Regions from separate parts of the Bombyx mori genome. Here region 1 is linked to region 2. A link is a contact called in public Hi-C data. All regions are on one chromosome and are shown on one strand. The core of a region is the stretch at or near the end of the contact, and the rest is flanking DNA. Distances in the headings are between cores, read along the strand shown.

Region 1 (7,588 bases), core at 3,918-6,417, 67 kb before region 2:
ATCTGGTGTTAAGTGGTTACTGGAGCCCATAAACATCTACAATGTAAATGCGCCACCCACCTTGAGATATAAGTTCTAAAGTCTCAGTATAGTTACAATGGCTACCCCACCCTTCAAACCAAAACGCATTACTGCTTCACGGCAGAAATAGGCGGGGTGGTGATACCTACCCGTGCGGACTCACAAGAGGTACTACCACCAGTGATTACGCAAATTATAATTTTGCGAGTTTGATTTTTATTACACGATGTTATTCCTTCACCGTGGAAGTCAATCGTGAACGTTTGTTAAGTACGTATTTCATTAGAAAAATTGGTACCCGCCTGCGGGATTCCAACACCGGTGCATCGCTACATACGAATGCACCGGACGTCTTATCCTTTAGGCCACGACGCCGACGACTTCATTTAAAGAAGGTCTTTTATTACCTAGTCTATGGAAAATAATAAAAAAGAGGATTTTTTTAAACATAATCAATCGGTATATTCACCTGCGATATAAACATCACATTCGGGATTAAGTAGTTTTTTTTTTTTTTTATTACCCTTATAGGCAGACGAGCATACGGCCCACCTGATGGTGAGTGGTTACCGTCGCCCATGAACTTCAGCAATGCCAGGGGCAGAGCCAAGCCGCTGCCTACCGATACCAAAGAAACACTTTAACACTTAAAGCCTAAAACTATTTATAAAATTTGTTCCACAAACTGCATCGCACGATCGTTTCGAACTTTTTGAACCGAATACCGTCAGTAAAAACAAACAAACCGTAATGTGATTCCTAAAACTGGGACGGATGTAACGCGTGAGGATAGTCTATGTATTTATCTTTGTGCTTTCAACATTAAATCGATGGAAAAGGAGGCACGGCGCCAACAAAACATTTCAATTTGATGTGCGCAAGCATCAACGTAATCTATGAGATTCAAATGCGATTTATTTTACCCCGACTAAGCGTGGAATGACAAATTATACGAACACAGCTTTTCCTCAACGGGGACCTTGCAAAAGTCAAGCGGAAACGTTTGGCCTAATTGCTTAATTCCGCTTACAGTTTGAAATAAATTGGACGCGGCAGTTTATGATAAAAATAACGTTTTCAATGCATGCTATGAATAAATGTAGTTTTAGCCGTGGCATTTGTTATATTATTGTGCCGCATTGCTTCTCGGCGACATTCTAAAGTTAAACGCATGTGCACCGGAAACCACACATTCACAGAAGCGAAGTGCGTGTAAATATTATTTAACTAAGAGCAGACCGCTCTTCAGTGCAAACGGGGACGTGCACATCGCTGTAAATATTTTGCCGGTACCGCTATGCGATAAAATATTGACAGGTTTTCGACCTCCGTCAAAGTTCATCGGAATTGCTTCGTTCTGCTCGATCGTGGAATCATTTCATGATAATCTATTTCTGTTAATAATAATACACTTTTGATGAAACTATTGTGTATTGTGCTTGTTTTTATTTCGGCGAAGAATTGGGGTAGATAAATCAAGGTAGTACGATCTGCCGGAACAGAGTACATAACTAGACGATGAGGGATGCGTCGTGTCGACACATCGCCGACAAAGAACCGAGGCACGAGGCTATTTGTCAGTCAAACCTACACAATCACATAAACGTCCACGGCGCGCATACAAATGAGATGAAGAAAGCTTTTACAGGATACTTGATTGTGCGACACGTTCGAAGATGTAAACGAACACTAGTACGTTCTTTAACGCCCGCTTTACAAGTACTCACGAAATGTTATAGCCCGAAACTTTATGCTCTTACAATGAATCCAAATGTTATTGGTGAAAGTTAAATATTTATGAGCAGAGCGGCCGTAAAAGATCTATCATACGAAACCGTTTGAAACCATTTAAGGGAGCGCAAACGTGATATTAATAAGCGCTCGCCGTAAACTTGATTTAAGGGCTTATAAATTAAAATGCCTCTCTCGTTTTTTTTAACTTTCTTTCTATAACTACAACTTAGTAAAATTTTGTTAATGAGACACATTACTCACCGGCGGAACAAATCGAAAAACATTAATTGAGTAAAAGTCTCAAATTTATCACTCGAATTAAACTGATGAATAAATAATAATTTTCAACCATATTTCTAATAAGCAATTCGCTGTGCTTGATGAGTTCTCACATAATTCGATGTGACAATGCAGTGAAGACAAACCGGACAATTAGAACGACAATGAGTCACAGCGGTCTGGGGGTCAAGAGCACGAAACGCAGCCTGACTGCCTAATGAGTTTTGCGTGTGCCATAAATCGTTGCCAAATTCATAAAATCAAAGGATTCATATGTAAAACTGCTTTGACGACTGTCCGAAACGTCGGAAACAACGTAATAACAATAAAAGCGCGAGATTTAAAGGCAAAAATAGTAAATGTATCAACGACTAGCAAAAACCGAAGAATGAAATAATTAACTAACCCAAACTTCGCTACTAAAATTCCACTATAATTACGATTTTATCGGTACTAAACCAAACAAATTAACCTTGTCGAAACTGTGAAATTTCACGCTAATTTATATCACTAAAACATTATCAATCTCAGCTTTAATTGAATTGTTTCATTGAACATTTAACATTCACTTAGATGCTGACTATGGCATGTCGTATGAAGGACCGAGTTATCACGTTTCTTTCTCACGATATGAACGTCAAGTGATCTCCATATCAAGGCTCGTTAACGCCCACGCTTCCACTTTCATCTCGGGCCCCCGGCCACACGTGACCACAAACAGGGACGTCATTCTTTCCTATTATTTATTCGAGATTTTCAAGCCAATTTCGAATACCTTCGGTATTGGCAATAGCTTTGCTGCAAAATTCCCAGCGATATTTCTATTTTCGGACTCGCTCGAATGGAATGTCGACTTTGTAACTGAATGACTGCACTTTAAATCTACGATAATGTATTTAATCACATTTCTATGAGAATCTTATACTGACGGTATTTTAGCATATTGTTTCATACTTTTTTTTAGTTATCGTGTTGTAGTACTCTGTGAATCTGTGTCGTCATCCTGAGTGATACAGCGAGGAAGCAATCACACTTTCCGGTTTCAAGGGTGAGACAGCTGTTGTATCATTGAACTTGAGTCAGTTTGAGCACTGAGCATTGAGCACGTTGATTGGTGACACAACAATAAAAATTGATCCAGCCACAACAACATTCCGACACAACATTTTTTGGCCCAAAACTTGAACAGCCTACCAAGAATACGTGCAAGATAATATGCAAAAATCGTAGAAATTTTTTCCCTGCCTATGCTGATAGCCTTGAGAGGCTACTTCAGCTTCACCCCAACGTGTAGGTGAGCTCACGGGGCTCAAACCGGAGTGTTGCTAACACTGGCCCTAGCAAGAGCACCGGATTGGAAATGCGACCCACTGAGACGATGCGGCGAGAAACTCAGTGGGCTGTGTCTCTGGGTTGAATTTTGTAAGGAATCGAGCTGGTTGCGTTTGTGATCGAAAATTTCGACATCTTACCCCACGGAACGCTGGACTGGCGCCTCTCACAAAACGTCCTGCCAATAGCAAAGTTCAGTAAGCATACATAGATGTCGGTCCGATAATTCAACCTAGATTAAAATTTCCAAATTGCAGTGCGGTAGCTCGCTTTGAATTAACACTTAAGCAAGATTATCCAAAATTAATTTACATATCTTGATCTTTGTCAATAGACTCAAATTAATAACATAACATATTTATAAATGCTATTAACGACATACTATGCAGATAATAGTCTTGCGAATGTCAAACGCCACCTCGAAGCCCAGAATGTCGTCATGAATGAATGTAACAAACACAACGGTTGTGTTATGACAGTTGAATACATTTTATCTTCAGAAGAACATCTGTTCTATTGCTACTTGTAACAAAATAAATGTCTCTGCAGATTGTTTATGTTACGTTAGGCTTGCGACACAACGCATTACGGAGATTGTATCACTATGTTAGTGTGCTATGGAAAGTGAGTTCTATTGGGTGATCCACGAAAAAATACCTTTGTAGCCGGGCTGGTTGGTTTGCATCGTTAAATTTTGAATGTTTTTTTTATAACAGACCGGACGCGAGCTCAAACCTGTTTTCCTAGGGATCGACCACACACCTTGCTCGTCGTATATACTCCATGATAGTTTAACAACCAAAACAAAGAAAAGTCAGCTGATGTAACAAGTCTATAAAGCTTTCACATTTTATATCTTCATTGAAAGTTAATCGAAAGTAATTTAGAGATACGCGCAACATTTATTATTTAATAAATGTCTGTTAATTACTTGAAGCATTATAATTCTGACTAATCGTGGATGTACTTAAATAAATCAATAAACTATTATGAAAATCCTAATTGTTTAAAACTATAGGTTTTTTTTGTCGATTCTGAAACTGCTTCGTAGCGTCGAGGATACGGTATGCGATAGATGAATAGATAACAAGTACTTAAAATGTAGGACAGGAAAGATAATTTGGAGATAAGAAACAACACTGAACTGTTAAAGTTTATTAAATGTCAAACGAAAGCGTTATCAATTGTAACAACGGCGTAAAAGTTGTCTAAGTCCTTTGTGTTTTCTAAAAATGCATGTGTGGAGTGTCTGGCCAAACTAAAAGGTGCCACCCACGGCTTGATTACACAGCAGACTGTTCTGATGAATTACAAGAAATTATGCAGAGAGCCCGCCGACACAGCTCTCTCACACCTTTCTCGATCTCGATAGTTCGACTATCACATGTTATGATTTTAGTATCTGCACTTGATTTTATTGTCGATTATTCCGAGAAGTGTTTCCTTAAGTTTCTAGTCATGGAATGTAAGCCAAATGTAACGACCATGGTTGAGCACAAAGAATTTCTCGAACGCGACAGCCCACCCAGAGAGTTCGCAACCCATTCCCATAATCTTATCTATCAATGATCAATGTGGGTTCACAGACTACGCTTCGCTAAGTTAATGGACTGTTTTCTCTGAAGATTGTTTTCGTTTGTCACTTTTTTCGGCTGCACAAAACTAATTCAGAAACAATTATTAGTTTAACCTCGGTTACATTTAATTTTAAATTAAACTCGTTTAAGATAAATACATTGATCGCGAGGCGAGTGCGCGGTTGCGAATGTCGCGGTAGGTTCGTCGCGTGAAAATATTTATTGAGCACTTGATAATCATGCTGATTCGTACCCGATTGTGGACTGTGAACATTATGTAAATCCATATAACCGTGACCTTTCTGCGAAGCAATGTTTGTTTGTTTTTTTTTTTTTTGCTTCTTCGTTATTTTATTACCGCTTTTTATACGATTCATGTTTAACTTATTAAGTTTAAATCTATGTTTTTCGTTCGAAGTTTTTATCTTGTATTGTAGTAACGATCTTGTGATGTACATTTAATTGTATTAATATGCGTTCAATCCCGTGGTTTTTGTTCCCGTTTTAGATTTAAAAACTAAACGTATTTTCCTGGTTCAAAGGGTACTTAAGTCTTAATTTGTTTATGACTAAATTATATATAAAGTTCTAAGAAAAACCACCATCAAAATGATGAGTAAATCTAATGAAAGTTTAATTTTCTCGAGTAAATTCGAATGAATTAAATAATCTACCGCACAAAAAACACCAAAAGAATTATAAACGAGATTTTTTTTAAATATTCGAATTAAAAACCTAAATTATTAGACTATCCCAATATATGATTTTCTTCTGTGTGTATGCTACTTCTGCATCGATGTAGATCTAACGAAAAAGACATACAGGTAAGACATCAAGACCGAAACCCGTACACCAAACATCTTTTATAAAGAAACTGGGAATCAAACCCGGTGACACAGGAGTCAGTACCATTAACCGCTAAGAACTAAATCAGTGAATTGACCCAGCACCCACGAAATGTGCATTGCTCACGCATCATTGCATAAAAGATAATAAAAATAAATTTATCCTTGTACTGAAATGGTTAAAATCAATGTTTCAATGTATCTGCAATCAACTGTGTATCAATATTAACAGAGTTAATGTAAATGTAAAGAATGAACAATTGAGGAAACGATATTAATTAAGGTACGTAAAATTTACAGATTGTATTTAGATAAGCTTCAATTAGCAAAAGGATGCTACATTAGTTCAATACAAAAAAAAACATACAAATTCTATCTCTTTTTTTGTTTGAAACCTCTCTATTGACTTTCTCTGAATACTCTTTTTTTATTGCCCTAGTTATACAGACAAGTTTGCAGCCCACTTGGTTAAATAGTTACCGTAGCCCATCGAAATCAAATAGAATAAAACCACCCCATTTCTTCCGGCAGGCCTTATAAAAAAGCGACAAACGTATTCACCGGAGTATGGGCAACAACGTTCTTTGAGAACTGTATCAACGTACCATCGATATATTACCACCAACGTACCTATTAAACCAACCCGCCTTTACTGGTGTTAGGGCCTATTGTGTTTTTGAACATCATTCGCGCTCACAATACTAAAACATCAGTGTTTTTTGTAATTAAGTAATTAGGTATTTCGAAGTCGTCGTGGCCTAAAGGATAAGAGGTCCGGTGCATTCGTGTTAAGTGATGCACCGGTGTTCGAATCCCAGGCGGGTACCAATTTTTCTAATAATCGAATTCGAATCGAATTAATTGAAATCACGTGATTGTCGTCAATCTGGTGTTTGATTACAGACTATAAAGTGAATTTTGATTCATTCACTGAATTCAGTGGTTTTTCGCTGAACCTATTAATATTAAAGAATGTATGGGTAGATTGACTAATGTTTAGTTAATTGGGAATGCGAAGTCGTGTTTATTCGTATTGGTCTTGTAAGGATGCAAGAGTATAGGCTTATATATAACCAAGGAGGGAGTGCCACCGTCTAGCTTGGGACACAGGCAGAATAAGAGAGAGATGAAGTCGTCGTGGCCTAAGGGATAAGACGTCCGGTGCATTCGTGTTGAGCGATGATCCGGTATTCGAATCTCAGGTACCAATTTTTCTAATGAAATACGTACTAACAAATGTTCACGATTGACTTCCACGGTGAAGGAATAACGTCGTGTAATAAAAATCAAACCCGCAAAATTATAATTTGCGTAATTACTGGTGGTAGGACCTCTTGTGAGTCCGCACGGGTAGGCACCACCACCCTACCTATTTCAGCCGTGAAGCAGTAATGCGTTTCGGTTTGAAGGATGTGCAACGTGTGAATGTGTTGAACGCGAGCTACATGGTAGGCGGAGTGAGAGGTTTTAGGTTTTTTCGTTACGGAATTTCATGATTCGGTCGCCGCGCTCAAGGCCCGCGATAAAAGCTATGCAATAGCTTAAAAGATCTGGTGATAAAATTTCACCATCTTCATTGCATATTAATCCTTGATTAGTTAATAAGGTTTTTTTTAAATGCAATGCGTTTTCGTTTGTCCCCCTTGTCCCTCCGGTCACGGTCGAAGCATGCACGATCGAGTCAACGTTCGGCGTCCATTGACAAACGACACCGAAAGGCAATACAGAACATAATATTTGTTTAACCACGACGAAATGAATGAACTGCGTGCGTGCTTTCACACACAAAAACTAGTTCCG
Region 2 (6,895 bases), core at 117-2,616:
AGGTAGGAAAAAAACAGAGCGAAGCGGTAAGTACTTCACGAACAGTCTCATGTTTAACAAAGTGCTAGTCCGGCCTCATATGCAGTAATTCCATTTGACAAAATTGAAAAGCGGCACGTTGGGATTGTCGATAATCCCGCTCTAATTATCGTTCTATCTCTGGATTTTCAGTGGAACCTAAGCTCCCTCTGTGTTGTGTATCGTATGTTGCATAGGAAGTGCTGTGAAGAATATGTTGTATGATCCTGTCGAATGCATTTTATCATCTAATCGCCTGCTACCGAAGCAGAGGTCATTTATTTACCTGCAAACAATACGCTCATACATCCGCAGTCCATTTTTAGATGTATTTTATGCCATGTACCATCTGACTCTGGAATAAGACACACGCTATGTCACATTACACTACTAATCCAAAGCGTCAGCCGATTTGTTTTGGATAGGGACCGTAGGTGCCGTACATAAAACTTATTTTACATTATCATTTAAGTTTCCATACGCCCTTTAGTAAATACTTTACAATTCGTTTTTGAAATAGATTTTAATAAAATAGACTAAACACTCCAACGTAAGGATTCGTATCATTTTCTGTATTCAATAATAAGTCGCAATTATCATCGAAAGCTTATAGCGTTACTACCACAATTGACTGTCTACTTTTAACGATAACGCAAAATGGTATTGGCCAAGCAAAAAAAACACATTGACACATAGTATTAAGATAAACAAACATTTTTTTTTGTGTAATATTACATAGCCTTGAAAGGCAATGGAGCTAAGACACAATTTACCCAAAATGGAGTTATTACGGCTGTGAGCAAATTTTTAAACTAGCCTATCGATTTTGGTATAATTTCAATTAGAAACAAAAATTCTATTACGCATACATTCATTGCGATCAAACTTTAGAATTTTTTTTAGAAATAAAGTATGTGTTATTTTTTTTTATAATAATCCATAATTGATCTTAAAAAAAACACTTCAATAAAATTGATAATATCTGTAAGCGTATGTTTCACATTGTTATTACGTCGTCTTCTCGCATCTTCAGAGTAATTAACTGCCATGGCAGTCCGTCACGCGAATGTCACATTACCCTTCACAATTAAATTGTAATAACATCTAATTAGCAAAATGAAGTCTTCTCTTATTGCCCTCGTCAGTAGACGAGCATACGGCCCACCACCACTCAAAATGAAGTGGTTACCAATCTCATGAACGTCATCAACACCAGTGGCACAGCGAAGCCGCTGGCTACCGCTGATTCCTCTCCTCTCAAGTCACGGAATATATAATAATACATGAAGCATAACTTACAAGGTCCATTGCGAATGTGTGCGTTTACAATTTACATTAAACACGAGTTATTTCGAGATGTGACGTTATTTCTGACGAATATACGTTTTTGCTTGTATCTCGTTAGCGTATGAAGAGATTGTGAATCCGTGAAAATTAGTATTTAATTGCTATGTTCTGTTGTCGTACTCAGTTTTTTTTGTTGTTCTAAATCATGTACGCGTGTTAATAAGAGCGAATACGTTCTGGCCGTTTGTAATATTAAATGAACTTTATAAAGAACAGGTTGGTAAATGTAATCTTCCGCATCATTCCAATCCAATCACGATCAGTGAGGATTCACAAAAAAATACATTAATTTCCTACTTACTTTATTCCTCATTTGAAGGATGATTTATAATTTTAATATAAATAGGTATGTACTTACCTAAACATATATAAATAACATGATGGCGGTCTGACGTTATGCATTGTGATTTTACTAATAAAATTTCCATCCTTGTAACGGACGAGAAATACGTACATATTCAAACGATTTATTGTCCCATAGCACCTTTTTGTTTGAGTTATAAAGTTGGTTGTGTTCCTCTGGCCCGATATCGCTTTGAAACTTAAAAATATTGTTGATTCGTTGGTACATGAATGGTCAAATCTCCAGGCGCACTTTTGTATTAATAACGCAAGAAAAAAATGAAGCCTCTTGCGACAGTAATCTTTTTTTCCTTAAGATACAGAATATTCGCTATATTTATGAGAATTATATTTTAATGAGATAGTCATACGATACGAACGTAAACATAGGTTAAGAACAGGATAATTGCACGCTCGATGCAGGACTTGTTCTTTGAAATCGTAAATTGGTGATGTTCTTTTGAAATAATAAATACTAGCTTACAACATAACCGTTGGCAACAACAACATTTTTTACATGGTAGAATTATAGTTCCAACAATATTACGTAACGTGTTTATTGTTTACATTCTTCTTTCTCTCTCTCTCTCTCTCTCTCTCTCTCTCTCTCTCTCTCTCTGTTTCTCTCTCTATCTGTGATGAAAATAATTTTTGCAGTAAATTTCAAGGCGAAGCTTAATTTTTGTTCTTGTTTTTTTAATTATTTAAAAATTACATGTTGAAGCGAAACCACACGTAGCATCAAGTAGTGGATTAAGTTATTGAAGAAAATCAGTATTTTTTATTATCATATTATGCCCTCCTCATCTCGAGAGGTTGCCGGAACAAGTGGACTCTTAAACCCGAATACAGCCAGCCTTGACATCAAAAACTCATGATCTTGGATTAACGATCATAGGACCGTGATATATATATATATATCTTTAGTGTTATGAGACAAAAAAGCGTCTATTATTTATTTATTTTAACAGTTTTGCAAGAAAACAAATACGGAACAAAAATTGTTATGTTTTTCCACAGGACTACAAAAAGCCCCTCGAAGAGAGCAGTCCGGCCATATTGAACGCCAGTAAAATACAAACGTTATTCCACCGTCTACCTGACATCCTACAATGCCACCTACACTTCCGCACCGCTCTGGCCGACTGTGCGCAGACGTGGGACCGCGATGAAAAAATAGGTAACTACCTCTTTTTTTTTCTATTAATATTATGTAACCATTTTTAAAAACACCATGGCGGTTGAAGATCTTTAGTTTTTTTTTAACCGACTTCAAATAACAAAAGGTCTGGGACATTTTCTTTTATTTAAGTACTTAAATAGGTAGATGATGTATCTGATCTTATTCATATTATTATGTTCCGTGAATGGCAATAGCCACCTTAAGACTTAAATTCGTTAACCGTCAAACTAAAACGCCTGCTTGCTTCATTTCATATCATCAATAAACTACGTCCGATGTCTTCGTGCCTTTTATTATATTTAGCTACTACAACTAATAACAATTGTAAAATTAAATAAAAAAAAAATTGATTTTAAATGCGCGCAATAAAACGCGACTTAGCAGCTGACGCTTTTGTGATTCGCATGGACGGGTAGCATCCTCTTTCATTGCTTTATTTCTCGTTTATCATCATCATTCATTCTCCTGCCCTTCTCCCAGTCACCTGGGGTCGGTGCAACATGTTTTATCTTTCCATACTCCTCTATCATATATCATTTCTTCGCTCACTCCTCTCTTACACATATCGTCTTTCACACAATCAATCCATTTTTTTCTTAGGTCTACCTTTTTCTAAAGCCTTCCACATTCATAATTAAAACTCTTATAACAACCTCAATGTAATTTTTTCGCTTTTGTTGTCTTTGTATTTATTTCGCGTTTACATATTTACTAAAAAAATGAAGTGAAACTTTTTTTCTACTTATATTCAGGTTGTTTATTATTAGTCCGGTCGTCGGAAAACCACTGAGAACCTCACGACTTCGATTCCATATTATGTATTACGTGTAAAACATTCATAGTCTTTTGTTTTTGTTATTGTCATTGTTTCTTAAATCAATTAACCACGTCAATAACTATTAAAGGAAAAGATTTAATCGATATACATACGGAGGAAACTTTCTGAAGTTTTATTTTGTTCTAAATATTTATATACAGATTATTTACAGCTTTGTTTAATCAGCTCCATCCAATATAAACAACATGGAACTTCCAGTAAAAAGTTTACGTACAGAATATTTAAAGGCTAATAATATTAAAGTGTTCCCGTGAAACTGTAACACACATAATCGGGTCCAGTTACGTAAACAAGTTTTTTTTTTTATCTCTGGAATCGGTTTATTCATACTTCTCAAACGTTAGTCATTTTATTAAATGAGGAACGCACGCGTGGCGCATATAGCGGCTCGTGAACGATTTTTAAATTTAAAAAATGATACATTCGTTGACACAATTAATGTTTATGGACCATTAATTTTTTTGCACGTCTGCAACTGTAGTCCGAAAGAAACGTACGTGGCGCCTTTAAAAAAATATATTCGGTCGCGTCATCGCGATGTACATACTACTAAAGCTCGAAAATAAATTTCACGCGAACCACAAAAAAATAGATGTGGCAATTGTTTGATATTGAAATATGTATATATATATATATTGCTTGAAAAGTACTCTGCGATATTTATTTTATTTATTTTTAAACATTTAGTGCATTAGTTGGTTAAACGAACTCGAGCGCCGGGCCTTCTTGTGTTAAGTCGTATCTAATGCCTGCTCGGTTGAGTAGTGCGATATTTTATTGCTTACATGGGTGGACGATAAAAATAACGTCACAGCCCTATTAGTATCTAGTATTAAGTGTTTATTAGTATCTAGTAGTTTATTAGTATCTACCCTATTAGTATCTAGTATTAAGTGGTTACTGGAGCCCAGTTCTAAGGTCTCAAGTCTAGTTTCAGCGGCTGCCTTCAAACCGAAGCGCATGAAATAGGCAGGGTGGTGGTACCTACCCGCGCGGACCCATAAGAGATCCTGCCACCAGTAATTACGCAAATTATCATTTTGCGAGTTTAATTTTTATTACACGATGTTATTCCTTCACCGTGCAAGGCCACCGTGAACATTTGTTGAGTGCGTATTTCATTAGAAAAATTGGTACCCGCCTGGGATTCGAACACCGGTTCATCTCTCAACACGAATGCACCGGACGTCTTATCCCTTAGGCCACGATGACTTTTGAACGGTTCAAGATGATAATGATTTAATGATGACAAAGTACTCTAGTACGACATAATCGCATTCGACATTCTCACTTTATTTGTAAACCCTTTTAATGAAATAACCATACGTCTAATAACATACAGGATGTTACATTTCTGTAATAAAAACGCCCATAAATTACTTTATTTATATACTAGCGACCCGCCTTCGCTTCGCTTTGGGAACTGTAATTTAATATTGGTTATGAAAATGAGATGGCAGATTTTTTTCTACTTACTTGACACTTATCGTTATATTTTGGGTAATTCACACTATAAAGCCTATGTGTTATTCTGATGTGTAAGCTATATTATTGTAAAGTTTCATCAAAATCCATCGAATAGTTTTTGCGTGAAAGAGTAACAAATATACATCTTATATTTCAATACACATTCTTACATACTTTCGAGTTTATATAATTAGTAGGATTATAAAAATCGGGCATTACTACAGAATCGTTATTTATTCTCAGAGTCGCTCATGTCACATTTTCTTTCCGTAAATTTGTTGCTGGAAAGTCGAATACAATTTTTAAAAACCTATTCTTAAAAAAATTCTCCTTTCAAAACATTCGAAATAATTAACCTAAAAAAAAAACATGTATTTTCCGGTATCGGTTTACATTTTTTAATGAAATTACAGGCAGAGAAACAAATAATTCAGTATACAGAACCATATCCATATGGATATGCTGATATCCATATGGATCCCAGGGGCACAAGCCAAGCCGCGGACTACTTATTTTATTTTTTCTCCGTTTTTTTCCCTACCTTTTTTTTATTGCTTAGATGAGTGGACGAGCTCACAGCCCACCTGGTGTTAAGTGGTTACTGGAGCCCATAGACATCTACGACGTAAATGCGCCACCCACCTTGAGATATAAGTTCTAAGGTCGCAAGTATAGTTACAACGGCTACCCCACCCCTCAAACCCAAAACGCATTACTGCTTCACGGCAGAAATAGGTTGGGTGGTGGTACTTACCCGTGCGGACTCACAAGAGGTCCTACCACCAGTAAACCTACCTAAGCTGGTGGTAGCCTTTAGAGGCTATGCCTGTGAACCGAGCGAGTAGGTGAGCTCATGAAGCTCTAACCTGAGGATATTTCTCCATTAATCCATTGCAACAGGGATTTTAAAACAGAAAGCAAAAATCCTTCGCGGTAGATAAAAGATATTGACAACTACGTCCCACGCCGATACAATGACTAACCTATCATTTTTCAACAGGCGAGGTCTTTTTGAGCGCATTCTCGAAGGCCGTGGTGCTGGACGTGTATTCGGATTTCATAAATAACTTCTCAGTCGCCATGGAATTGGCTAAAATGGAGTCGAAAAGGAAATCAGCGCTGGCCGACTTCTTCAAAGTGAAGCAGATTAGTGCTCACGACAGACTCTCGTTCTTCGGACTGATGGTTAAGCCGGTTCAGAGGTTTCCGCAGTTCATCATGTTTTTACAGGTAAACGCTTTCACGCTAGATGTCCACAACATTTGGTTATATCTTGAAATATAAGATAATAATTTAAACCAGCGTTTATTTAGGTTAAGGTAGTTTTGATGTTAATTTTGAGTTTTTGTTTTTGTTTTATTATTATTATTAGTTGTTTTTTTGTTTTTTATTATTATTATTGCTTTTGTTTTATTCCAAGATTGTAGTTATTATTTAATTCTGGTATAAATGAAATGTTAGTGAATGTAATATGGATGCAAAATCTGAAGTAAATGAAATGTTAGTGAATGTAATATGGATGCAAAATCTGAAGTAAATGAAATGAATACATAAATAAAATAGTTCGCTGTACTCTACTTATTGACTATTCCACTCCTCATTAGTGCTTCTTCGCTTTTTTGTTGGGTAAAACATTTATAAAAAGATCGCAGTGAGAAAACAACAACAATATTTTACATTCAATAACGAAATTAATCAAT

The links. A called contact is a pair of places that touch in the nucleus more often than the background predicts.
Region 1: a Hi-C map of whole pupa shows a contact between it and region 2, with 7 times the contacts expected there. The contact joins two enhancer-like sites. A contact is called at or near these places in 2 of 7 Hi-C or Micro-C datasets (midgut and whole pupa).

The regions. Positions count from the first base shown.
Region 1 is chr8:8,786,035-8,793,622 of ASM3026992v2, reverse strand. No RefSeq gene overlaps it. Among protein-coding and RNA genes, the nearest start is that of LOC101745631, 27 kb to the right of the region's middle. Within about 2 kb of position 5,167, at least 2 of the 8 cell types and tissues checked have open chromatin away from gene starts, as enhancers often do.
Region 2 is chr8:8,715,887-8,722,781 of ASM3026992v2, reverse strand. It overlaps LOC101745631 (rho guanine nucleotide exchange factor 10), which reads left to right. Exons shown (of 14, transcript XM_012695463.4): 6 at 2,728-2,887; 7 at 6,196-6,425. Among protein-coding and RNA genes, the nearest start is that of LOC100101187, 22 kb to the right of the region's middle. Within about 2 kb of position 1,366, at least 2 of the 8 cell types and tissues checked have open chromatin away from gene starts, as enhancers often do.